3 separate regions of the Zea mays genome follow, and all the other regions are linked to region 1. The links are chromatin contacts, called in public Hi-C maps. All regions are on one chromosome and are shown on one strand. Each heading gives the region's core, a stretch centred on a gene start, on an enhancer-like site or on the middle of the called end of the contact. The rest is flanking DNA. Distances are from core to core; before and after follow the strand shown.

Evidence for each region. A called contact is a pair of places that touch in the nucleus more often than the background predicts.
Region 2: a Hi-C map of ear shows a contact between it and region 1, with 4 times the contacts expected there. The contact joins the promoter of LOC100217309 here to the promoter of LOC103644203 in region 1. A contact is called at or near these places in 4 of 25 Hi-C or Micro-C datasets (ear, leaf and tassel).
Region 3: a Hi-C map of ear shows a contact between it and region 1, with 2.3 times the contacts expected there. The contact joins the promoter of LOC100280943 here to the promoter of LOC103644203 in region 1. A contact is called at or near these places in 4 of 25 Hi-C or Micro-C datasets (ear, endosperm, leaf and 1 more).

The regions. Positions count from the first base shown.
Region 1 is chr1:296,858,538-296,862,251 of Zm-B73-REFERENCE-NAM-5.0, forward strand. LOC103644203 reads right to left here and starts at 2,034. Exons shown (of 4, transcript XM_020544537.1): 1 at 1,929-2,034. The coding sequence starts at 2,034. LOC100273401 reads left to right here and starts at 1,941. Exons shown (of 1, transcript NM_001147838.2): 1 at 1,941-2,846. The coding sequence starts at 2,033. The coding sequence ends at 2,719.
Region 2 is chr1:297,129,936-297,134,123 of Zm-B73-REFERENCE-NAM-5.0, forward strand. LOC100217309 reads right to left here and starts at 2,832. Exons shown (of 8, transcript NM_001152891.2): 1 at 2,216-2,832; 2 at 1,720-1,815; 3 at 1,529-1,603; 4 at 1,316-1,446; 5 at 1,127-1,227; 6 at 903-1,031; 7 at 670-785; 8 at 1-522. The coding sequence starts at 2,413. The coding sequence ends at 109.
Region 3 is chr1:296,578,737-296,582,835 of Zm-B73-REFERENCE-NAM-5.0, forward strand. LOC100280943 (50S ribosomal protein L4-like) reads right to left here and starts at 2,294. Exons shown (of 7, transcript NM_001374362.1): 1 at 2,127-2,294; 2 at 816-933; 3 at 383-531; 4 at 144-251; 5 at 1-37. The coding sequence starts at 2,237.

The DNA.
Region 1 (3,714 bases), core at 784-3,283:
CTTTTCCTGTGAATTACAAACAACGCTAACTTTTCAGCGTCCTGAATGATGGCATGTCTTGAATGCGAGAAATACCTCTGATACTAAGATCTTGCTCTGACTGAACCCGAGTGGACTTCAGAACCTCCTAATAATATGGACATAAATTAATCAACTCAAAGTAGATAATGACATGGGAAACCACCACTACCGTGCATAAAATGTTGTCCTAATGAAGAATGCTCACATTGAATTCCATATATAACTAGCTCGCCTTGCAAGCCATTGAGAGTCAAGCATCTGTAACACTACACAGAAAAGTTCATCGAAGCCACATTGTCATCATCGAGTAGTTGAACAGAGTGAACACTAGCTTTTGTTCTCATTTTTTCCCATAGAAGCGTAAAAGGTAAAATTTCATTGTCCATGGATTGTCTGCTTTAGAATTTTAATCCAAAGGCAGTGCGAAGGAGAAAGGATCTGAATGATACTGAAATGTTTAGCCATTGCATTCAGTGACCTAACTGTAAATCCAGCATTTGAACTAATATAAATGATTGAAATGTTCTACCACTGTGTCCAGTTGTCTGTTCAGATAATTGTGTCACTTCTATACATGTCTACATATTTTGTTGTTCCTATATGAATGCTCTAAAATATGTAAAACATCGACTGCTCGCGCGAGACACGAGCTAAGTTACTAGTTGTATATATGCCCAGGCCAAGAAAATCCTCGAAGCTGGGTTTGTTCTGAGACTTTTGGGCCGGGCCACTCGACGGTGAAGTCCCAAAGGTGTGCCGTGTGTAAACTGTAAAGTGCTAGCTGCTGCGCGGGCGCCGACTTTTACTGCTCTTTCACTTTACTGGTTGCATCATGCAGGGACTTCGCGTTGATTCATCTTCCATTGGATGGGAGACGAAAGTTCGCATGCCTCTTCCATGGCCGACCAGGTCTCCACCAAACCACAGAACTTGCAAGCCAAGACGTACTCCGTCCGTCATCGCTGGCGATACGATGATTGCCGGACCCCGGCCCGTCGTCATAGAGCACTCGGGGTCACGATCCGACGGCCAGGATCAGCTGGCCCATCGCAACTTAACGGAACGCTAGGATTAGGGATGACAACCGGTTTGAAACACGCGGTCAGAGAGTTTTAAAACTCGTATCCCCGGGTTTAACTTACACACGTATCTATTATCCGCGGCAGATACAATATGCTACATATACCAATGACATGTGAATGCCACAAACCCATGAATATACCCACACACATAATTATACATATATATATATGTATCATTTTTATATATATTTATGTGTATATATGTAATTATATATGTGTGTATATATTATGTACATACATGCTTATATATATATATATATATATATATATATATATATATATATATATATATATATATATATATATATATATATTGCGGGTAAACGGATTTGTGGGAACAGGTATAGCATTTTTATACCCGTGAGAAAAAATCTGTCGGATTGAGAATCAAACCTGCACCCACGTGGATATAAACTCATACTTAGGACTAGTTTGGGAACGCTATTTTTCTGAAGGATTTCTATTTTTCTATGAGAAATTAGTTCATTTTTTCTTGAGAAAATGAAAATCCCTTGGAAAAATGTAGTTCCCAAACTAGCCATTAAACTCATACCCTATATGATTTTTACCGGTGGGCACGAGCGTTGCCATCCCTAGGATGTGGACGTACCATGGTCAAGCCACCTACTACAACTTGACAATGGCAACCATGGCACTGCAAGGAAATATCGCACACGGCTTGTGGATGTCTCGGTCACAAAGTCAACCTGGACAGGGGCAGCCTTTGAACCCTTCAATTCCTTGGCGTTTGTATCGCACGTCCTCTTCACGCGCGCGCGCACCACACATACACTTGCTCCGGTTTATATAGCCATGGCAGCATACCTCCAAAACGCCAATCGAAGCTCAGCACGATCATCGACAGACACACATATCGATCGATCGTGTCACGCCAGCAGAGCACGAGCACGGTGCTCCAATCCAGAGCCATGTCGAAGCCAGCGTCGTCTTCGTTCCTCCTCCTGCTGCTGTCGGCGACGCTGCTCGCCACCGTCTGCCGCGCCGACCCGGACCCGGTGCAGGACTTCTGCGTGGCCGTGGCGCCGGGCGGCCACAACAACGCGTCCTCCTCCTCCAGCACCTACCCGGGCTTCCCGTGCAAGCCGGCGTCGACGGTGGTCTCGGACGACTTCTTCTTCGCGGCGCACGCGGGCGGCGCGAGCACGGACAACCCGATGGGCGCGGGCGTGACGCCGGGCAACGTGGAGGCGTTCCCGGGGCTCAACACGCTGGGCCTGTCCATCAACCGCGTCGACCTCGCCCCCGGCGGCGTCAACCCGCTGCACACCCACCCGCGGTCCGCCGAGCTGGTGCACGTGGAGGCCGGCGAGATGCTGGTCGGCTTCGTCAGCACGGAGGGCAGGTTCTACTCCAAGGTGGTGCGCGCCGGGGAGAGCTTCGTCATCCCGCGCGGGATGGTCCACTTCCAGTACAACGTCGGCAAAGGCGCCGCGCGCGCCATGACCGTCTTCAACAGCCAGCTGCCCGGCGTCGTGCTCGCCGCGCAGACCCTGTTCGGGGCCGACCCGGAGATCCCTGACGACGTCCTGGCCAAGAGCTTCCAGGTGGACGCCGACACCATCAAGCTCCTCAAGTCCAAGTTCCAGAAAGGATAGCGCGCGCGGCCGACCTGCTCGCTAGATTTGCAATTTCCTTACAGTTTTGTTTCATCAGTACATAACTAATGTTGTTTCGCATTATTAAATAATTTTATTTGATCAATAATAAAGTTGTGTGATTTAGCCACAACACGAGGTAAACATGTATAAATTTACTGTACACAACAGCAATTTCCGTAACTTGCGTCGTGCATAGGCCCACGAAAATTAGACTTACCTCATATAATTAGCTATTTTTTATGGTAATACCCAAATTTCGCTGTTGAATAGGTGTTGTCATATCTTGATGATATTGGAAGTTATAACATTCCATAGGCTTTTGTCTCGTAATCAAGCTCGTGTGCTCTATAGAAGAATTCGGAGTTACTTCGACTAGCTGACCGGGCATCCCATATGAACACCCCTAATCGCATTATAGCACTTGGGGTAACTAATGAAAATAGTTTTACATACTTCCTCAATACTTACAAAAACATTGGTTGCACTAGAAAGTGAAGCCCTTCCTAGAAGAAGCTCTTATACACAACAATTGTCTCTCCATGGCTATGGTGTCTCGTTGTTACCGCCAAGGCGGCTAAGCTTAAAATTGTCTATATATTCAAGCTTCACATACACCTTCTGGTCCCCATCTTTTACCACTGATTTCCCAATATCTAAATGACTCGATGCCTGGGCCTTAGGGCACTTTCATCATCCTCGGCGTCCTCTTCGACGCCAGGCTCTTCATTGTTAGGTTGGGTTCCTCAAACCATGCTTTCCTTCTTTACGACTCGTGTTGGGCTGTCAACAACTTCTTCCACATGATTCTCCTCCTCAATGGTGCTACTTACATTGTCTCGCTGGAGAGCTTCATAGGAAGTGGGAATAGGAACCGAAGTGGTCATACGAATGTGAGCCATATTAGAAAATCTTGAAATGAAGCTAAATGTCAAAGTGCTCGAATTTGAAATAAGTGAAAAAATTGGAGCTGGAGGAATGTCATGCAGAACTCG
Region 2 (4,188 bases), core at 1,582-4,081, 270 kb after region 1:
GCCAGACAATCGGATTTACAGCCTCGTAAGCTGATCCATGTCTTACGAGCAGGAGGGGGCCGCATTGGGAGCTCATCGAAAAGAGAAGCAGAAATTCTACGCAGCTGGCTACAGATTCAGATGGGCGAACATGGCCGGTACCAAGTCAACCACGGACCACGCGAGGCTGGCGTACTGGACGAACCTGATGCCCGTGTCCACGTCGTACGCCTTCCGGGGGAAGTGGGAGAACAGCAGCCGCTGCAGGTGCCCGGGGCCCTGCCTGTTCTTGCCGCTGCCGCTGCCGCTGTCGGCTCTCAGGGCCGGGACGTAGCAGGACGACACGGTGGGGATGCCCAGGGTGCTGCACACCACGGGCAGCAGCCACTTGGACAGCGCCTTGCTGCAGAATTTCACGGCCAGGATGGTCGGGATCCCGACGAGGACGCGCCCGGCGAACGTGAGCAGGGGCAGCTCGGCGCTGAAGACGACCGGGGCGTCAGGGGTGTGGAAGTGGAAGTATGTTTGCTGGATGCCGTACACCTGAATCATGTTTGCTTGTTAGTCAGTCAGAAAGAGATGTCAGTCTAGTCTAAGGTTAGCAGAGACCCATGTGTGCATCAGTATCTTCAGTTTGACTAGAACCAAGTACAGGATTAAGCAACGCTAATCAGAAAACAGAGCTCTTACGATTCCGAAAGCAACCCCGTTGAATGCTGTGTGGTATTCGAAGCTAGGAGTAGGGAACTCCGGCTTCGGGTACGCAAAGCACAGCAACAGAGAAAGGCCTGCCCAGAAGGTCGCAACTGCAAGGCGGGGAAAGCTGTTAGGATGATACTTGATCGATTTCCAACGCCACACCTCGTGGTCGTGTTCCTCCACAAAATTTGAAGCACCCAAAGCGCTGAGGTTTACGGAGGTACCATTTTCCCCGGAGACAACGAAGGCATCGACACGGTCATGAACAGCCAACCAGAACGCAAGGATGACGACGCCAAAACCAATTCCAGCAACAACGTCGGTCAAGCTGTGCATACCCAGATATATCCTCGCTGCCAATTTAAGGTAAACCAAACCGTCAGTATGTTTCGGTAACTCGAGAGAAAGAGAGAGAAAAAAAACAGTTGCCTTGAGAACTCTAACTCACCGATGCCAACTAGCATGACAAGCAAGAAAGCTAGAGATAAACCCGCAGCAACTGTAACACTACCATGTTCTCCAAACGTGAGGATGTAGTGTAGTAAATATCTGCATTGAACATTGATTAGAAGGAGCGTTTAGCCGGCAATTCCTTTGGAGCTTCCCCCTGTCGAGATAAGAGCAGGAACACACATACCCCGTCAAACAAACGGTATTGAGAGCATGCGATGATGGAAGCCCATATTCCATGGCATTTTCCTTCTCGTCTTCTGTAGCCGTCACTCGTCTTACAGGAGGAGAGCACGGCCGAGCGGCTGACACTATATCCTGCACTCAGAAAGATTGAGAGTGTCGGCGGTTAAACTAAAGCCAATCTCTTCAATTTGTTGTTATGAAACAGATGACAAACCTTGACAGAGTTGCCGAGGTAGTCACAGAAAGCCATGAGGAGGGTCATCTGCCTAGCCAGCCTGCCGTGTCCACTCTACACAGTATTGTTTTTTAAAAAAAAAAAATCAGAATCAAATAGAATTGTTACAGAAAATAAAGAAAGCAAGGCAATCAAATCAGTGGCCATGGGCCACGGGACAGAAGACATACCCAGAAGAGGAGAGGGAGGAATCCCGTGTAGAAGGGCACGGAGACAACGCATGACAGCACAGAGAAGATATTGTCCAGCAACTTGTGCTCCAGCCTCTGCAATGGTTCAACACTTGAGAAACACCGGAGATACGTAAATCTACAAAACTAAGACACCGGAGTATTTACAGGAGACCAAAACTTTTATATTGGTTTTACTGGCTAAGGCTAATTGATAATCCATTCAAGTTAGATGTAAGAGAATGGAACCGAAGCCGAGTTCATCTTAAATTAATCGACCGGCCCTTGCTACAAAGCTGCCGGTCCTATAGACACCAAGGACGCGACGGCCAAGCAAAAAGGCTGGCATCAATCATGCGATTACAGCAGGTATAGATTCAACAATTCGAAGCATTGTAATGCAGTTAATTTGTTCGTCGGAGAAAATAGAAATGAGTAGAAAGTACGTAACCGTAGTCCGTAGAGGAGGGGAGAGATTGACGCGGAGGGGACGGACCTGGAACCTGAGAATGGCCGCCGTCTCGGCGTGCACCCGGCGCGTGACCCACGGCTGGACGAGCGCGCGCGCCCGGCGCGTGAGGTCGTAGAAGGAGGCCGCCCACACCCAGCCGGCCACCGCCGACAGCGCCGCCGCCTGCCACCTGGTCAGGCCCGCGCCAGCGCCGAAGCCTACGACCGCCGCCGCCGCTTCCATGTCCGAATTCCAGACGCCGGCGTCTGGCTCCTCTCGGTCCGGGGCACAGGGACAGGATCTCCGCGCCGCAGAGTGTGGAGGAGGAGGGGCTCGCTGGTACCGCGGCGCCCGCGGGCGGACCCTTGTAGCGGGGAGGCGCAGGCCGAGGCGGACGGGGTCGTCGGGATCGCGGGGGGAGCTGGACCTGGAACGCTGGACGCGACGGGGGAGGTGCCGAGGAGGACGAGGTGGAGGTGGTGGCGTTGGCCCGTTTCGTTGTTGCCGGCCGCCGCCCGCTCTGGACCGCGGCTCTGGGTCTCGGGGACTTTCTTTCTTCTTGATCCGTGGTAGTTTCGGTTTCGTTGTTGCGCTCGCTTATTGTTTGAGGAAAAGAAAACACGCTTGTGCGTTCGGCATTCGAGTGCCAGATTTTCGCTCCCAGAAATTGGCAAGAATTGAACTGTATATGTGAATCTGTTGCACTTCAAAACCTGCACATGTTTGCAATTTAGAAGCTTGATTGAGAGGTTCAGATACTGTTCTGCATAGGGCTGGAGCCGCCGGCTGGGTCATATAGTAAGCTCGGAGACTAGACTCGGCTCAAGGTTGTTCAGGCTCGCATGCCTGCTCGCGAGTTGTCACACCAAATCCAATTCAAAATATAAAATTGTATATTTTTATTATATATAAAATAAAAATATGTACAGAAAATTAGAAATATATTTTAAACTATATATAGCATTAAATTTATAAAAAAATAAGAAAATAAATAAATAACATAATAATGTAATAATAATGTAATAGTGTTATAATATGACACTACATGATATAGTAGGCACGCGAGCTGGCTCAGCTCGTTATTTGAGCGAGTTACAAAACTAGGCTTGTCGCAGGCTTGTGAGCCTCTTCAAGGTAAGCCTGAGAGGCGGCTTGCGAGTCTCAAGCTCTTTTTCCGGGCTTAGTTTTGCACAAGAAAAAAAATGGAAAATGAAAAAAAAAACAGTGCGCTGTGTGCGTCTTGTGCAGTAATGTTGACTCCGTCGTCTCTCTGATGTACATGCCGAAGAATTTCTGTCAAGTCTCCCATTCGTCAATTGAGGCGTGCTGCTAGTAGGGGGAAAATTGCCTGGCCATTTGCGTGTTAAGTTTGCTTGACTCCCGGTCACGAGAATGACTGGTTGTTATGGATTTTGGATGGCGTAGGTAGATGCAGATGCGCATTTCTTTGTAGAAGAAGAGTATACGGGCCAGTACTACTTCTTTTGCTGGAAAGGGTCGGGCGGGCGTTATGATTTTGTGATGACGTAAGGGATGCAAATGCCATTTTCGTTTGGGTGTACGTAGGAGTACGCTGCAGGACTAGAGGTCTAGAGAAGAAATTGCCCGCGTACCCGGGTGCTTGGTTGACTAATTCTTAGTCCCTACAGTTTTATTACATTTTAGTTTCATGACGTTGCTTCTAAGACTATTATGACATAAAGTTTCATTATATAGTTTTATAGACATTTAAATTTATGACTCACACGTGGTTGGTAACCATGTCACGAATGTTTCATCTAAATGAAGCTCATTCTCCTTCATTCTCTTCTTAAATACACTGTTATATCATAAAAAATGCATACACAACAATTTATTCAGCACAAATAGAATTTACATGATTTATTTAGTACAAATGAAATTTACACACGACGTCCACTGAGACTGACCAAAATAACTGCAGGATAAGTATGGGTAGCAAATAAGTAATTGGACATGCATTTTTTTCTTTTTTTTTCAAGAAATACGATATGTTTGAA
Region 3 (4,099 bases), core at 1,044-3,543, 280 kb before region 1:
GAGGTTTAGGCCCATGCATGGTTGCACCACCACGAAACTGTTATGTTCATAAATTAGTTGACTGAACTCCAAACTGGGTAGTATGTTTCAAGCAATCTCAATATGAATATATGTATATTATTCACGCAAATATAATAACTAACCTGGGCACCGCGCAGTGTTCCATGTCGTGCTTTTCCGGTTCCTTTTTGCGGGTAAGGCTTTCTTCCAGTGCCACTAACTTCACTGATAGTTTTAGTTGAGTGTGTCCCCTGTAAAGACAAAGAAGGGCCTAATTTATTAGAATACAAAACTGTCATTTTGTCAAGATGATATGCATCAGTCCAAGATTTCCATAAGTGAAGGCCAAGTAAAAAAATATTAAGTGATCCTATTGGTGCACCTGCTGTCTTTTAGCAAGCTGCCACCTTACTACTCGGTGAACAATGTCCTTCCTAATTGGAACATCAAAAACATCGCCATCCAAAACCATGAAGCCCTTGTCCTCATTATGGAAGTTTGTGACCCTAGCTACCAGGTCTTCATACTGCCCTGCAATATTATAACAAGCCAGAGGAATTAAAATCCAGCATATTCTTAATTCAAAATAAAATCAACATTATTCATAAATAATTGCAATACTGCAGAAGTGAAGTTTCATTCATGAATTTTGGTCTGGTTAGATAAGAAACAGTAACCAAAGCTTTAGCTGGCAAAAGATAAAATGGTAAGTCATATGATATATCATTTGTCGTTAAAAGAAAATTCAGAAGACTAGTGTTGAGACAAATCCACTAAAATGGTGATTTGAAATTAGTCCATAGGGGAGAACTCACCAAGCTCCCGATCTGGTGTCCACACAGTCCTGCTAGAAAGGAGTTCTGGTGGAATCAACACTTCATTTGGTGGAGCCAAAAGAGTAGAATACCCATTGAAAAAGAAACCTGGCAGATTCTGGAAATGGAACAAGTATTTAAAACAAAAGGTCAATGCAGAACTCACGTGCAATCAAATATACAAAAAACACATTTTCAAACAGAGAAAGGATAAAGATTTCTTAACAGATGATTGGGTGCAACAAGTTAGATCTTGGCAAAAATATAATAAAACTTCTATGTTGAAATCTTGATACCCAAAATGCTAACAGGACAAATATGATTTATGCATTCCTGTCAAATAAGTTAATGAAAAAAACTACAGAAGATTGGAGGATGTAATAGTTGTAGCTTTCCAGCGCATGTTTCAAAGCAAGGCTGTCGCCATTTCCGTTAACAAGAACGAAATAAAACAGGTTTGGGTTCAGCAAAGCAAAAGGAAAAACAGGAACAGAAAGACAATGAGCAGAGCAAGTTTTAGGGGGCAGGTAAAGCATCTGTCATCACATGTAATCCACTAATCCAAGATATATTCAGATATAAAGTTTGATAATAAAGCCAGATGTAAAATATCTTGTCCCCGAAGGCCTTGTTGAATGGCAACTGAATGCAGCATGAGGTAAACAGACAAATTTACAGGACTAGCCGCACAAGTAACGGAATGAATGGAAGAAGCAATTGGATTAATGTTCAACTGAAAAACAGGATTGCCACCTATTACCACAACTAATGTAGCAAATTCGTAGCTGGATGTGCTAGATGTTTCTCAAGCAAGGCACCAGACACAAAATTGACACCTGTGTGTGTGCGCGTGCTTAGATTGAAAAGGGACTATACTTTCGCTTCCCATCACAAGCCTTGGCATTGAGCGATCCTTGTAAATACGCAAACTAGCACAATCCTCAAGAGTGAACATAATTGCAGTTGAGTGAAATCATCAGATGTTTGCTAAACCACTAGATTTCAATCAAGCTTGAATACTCTTTTTTTTTCCTACGAATCAGGATTCAGGCAAGTGGATGAGCAATGCTGCACCTAAACCACAACTCCAGCCTGAAGCAGGCCCATTTCCCATTCTACAAGAGACCAAGCATCCGAACGCAAGAGCAGCTGCTGCTTAACACTTGCCCACAAACAGTCGCGGCTCCGGCCCACCCGAATCCCTCTGGATTCTAGAACCACCTAGATTTGTTAATCCCTTTTGTCGAATCAGTCGAGTGGGTTTGCGATACGCCGCACCGAGGACATGGGGAAGGAGGGAGGGGTCCAGACCTTCACGAGGCAAGGGCCTACGTTCCGCGGCGGATGGTACAGCGACGCCGTAGTAGGCGCGGACCCCGCGGCGCGGCGGAGCAGCGACGCGGCGCGCGCGAGGGCCCGCATCGGGTGGGGAGAGGAGGGGCACGCGGCGGCTGGAGTTGAGCCGGCGGACTGGCGGCGGAAGGGAGCGCGGAGCCACGCACACCGATCCGCGTGGGCTGTCCCTCCCTTTTGCTTGTTCGCTTGGGCCTTTCAGCAACAGCACGCGCTCAAGCCCACACAGACTACGGCCTGCTCCCGGGCCGCGGCGCCACATGTTCATGTAGGACCGCTCGGTCGAGATGGGTGGGCCGATAGCTGCCGGTCTAGGTCTATGCCATTACGTTACGTCGTTGTTGCAGCACCGTTTACACCATAGAGTTTGGAGTAGAAGATGAAATATAAGGGTATGTACAGCGTTGTTTAACACGGCGTGTCTTATACCGTGTCTAGGGAGGTAACTGTAAAATTTCCGAAGACTCGATCCTTGGCGAAGCCACCGTTCCTCGCGCATGGCTCGAGGCAAAGATACGATGTTGTCGCTTCGTTGTACAACGCTGGTCGTCTCTTCGGCATTCGGTGCTCCCGTTCATCTGTTTGGTCATCACTTTTGCATCACTAGTCTCATCCATCCGTTTTGCCATGAATAAAAAAAAACAGGTTCTCCCGTTCGTCACCCGGCCGTCGCCGCCGCCATCCCTTCCGGCTCCACGTCCAACTGCCGTTACCCCTCTCTTCCAGATGCCCTCCCCCACCGCGAGATTCCCCATTCACGTTCCCCTTGCTGCTGGCAACAACATCCCCTCCCGAACCCCCTCCCCCGCCGGCACACACTTCACTATCCTCTGATTAGTGAAGTATGGCAACGATACGATGGACATTAGATCAATCATATATGTATATTTCATATTGCAAAATTTATCAGCTATGTGATACATTTATGTTGAAACCTCTATGTGATACATCTAATTATTGGTTTTAATTATTATCTGTGTCTGAATGCATTTTCACTCTCCTCTGATGCATTTTCATCAGCCTCTGCCCTCTGCAGACCTCTGGGCTCTCTCGTTACCTTAATTTTCTGCACCTGAATGTGAACTGTAACATCATTTCTTTTCCCACAACATGCCAAAGCAACTTCTCTAGTTCACCCCTTTGATTTTACCATATCTGCATCTCAAGCGCTACTCTGAAAATACTGTAGCATTCTGAAACTGTTGTCTAGATCCTCATCAGTTTATTCAGCAAAGTGAGTAATTCAGTTTGAGGTTCGGAGGTTCAGTTTGTTCAGCAATGCGCTACTCTGAACAGCAGTATAAAGTCAGAAAACAACGGTGTGAACCTGCAGTGTATACAAGTGCACAATGGATCAGTCACCATTTAATACGATGAATTTGAAACATTAATTAAGATGTAAGATTTTAGATATGTCTTTTTGTACTGAACTGTGTCTTAGGTGTGTTTTATACTTGGAGGACCGTGCCGTGGTATCTATATTGTACATGTCCTAAAAGCTGCTGGAGATAACTTTATTATGAAAAACTTGGACATGATATATGTTCCGAAGAACCTGCTGTCAATGCAACTATGGAAAAGCTTTACAAGAACATTGCTAGAATGGCAAAAATTTAGTTCGTTTTGTGCCCTACGAACAAGGAAGGGACGGAAGGTTTAAGACGGCGGCAGCAATAAACTCAAATAGGGATGGAAACGAGCTGAGCCGAGCCCGACGCGGCTTGGTGCAGCTACGAGGCGAGCTAGGCTCGGCTCGGTTATGTTGCAGCTTGACTGAGAGAATCGGCTCGGTAACGGCTCGCGAGACTCACACTAAATCATGTTTAGAGTATAAATTATATATTTTTTATTATATATAAAATAAAAAATTATGTATAATATTTTTTTAGACTACAATATAAGTGTATCACGTATCAAATTCAAGAAATTTA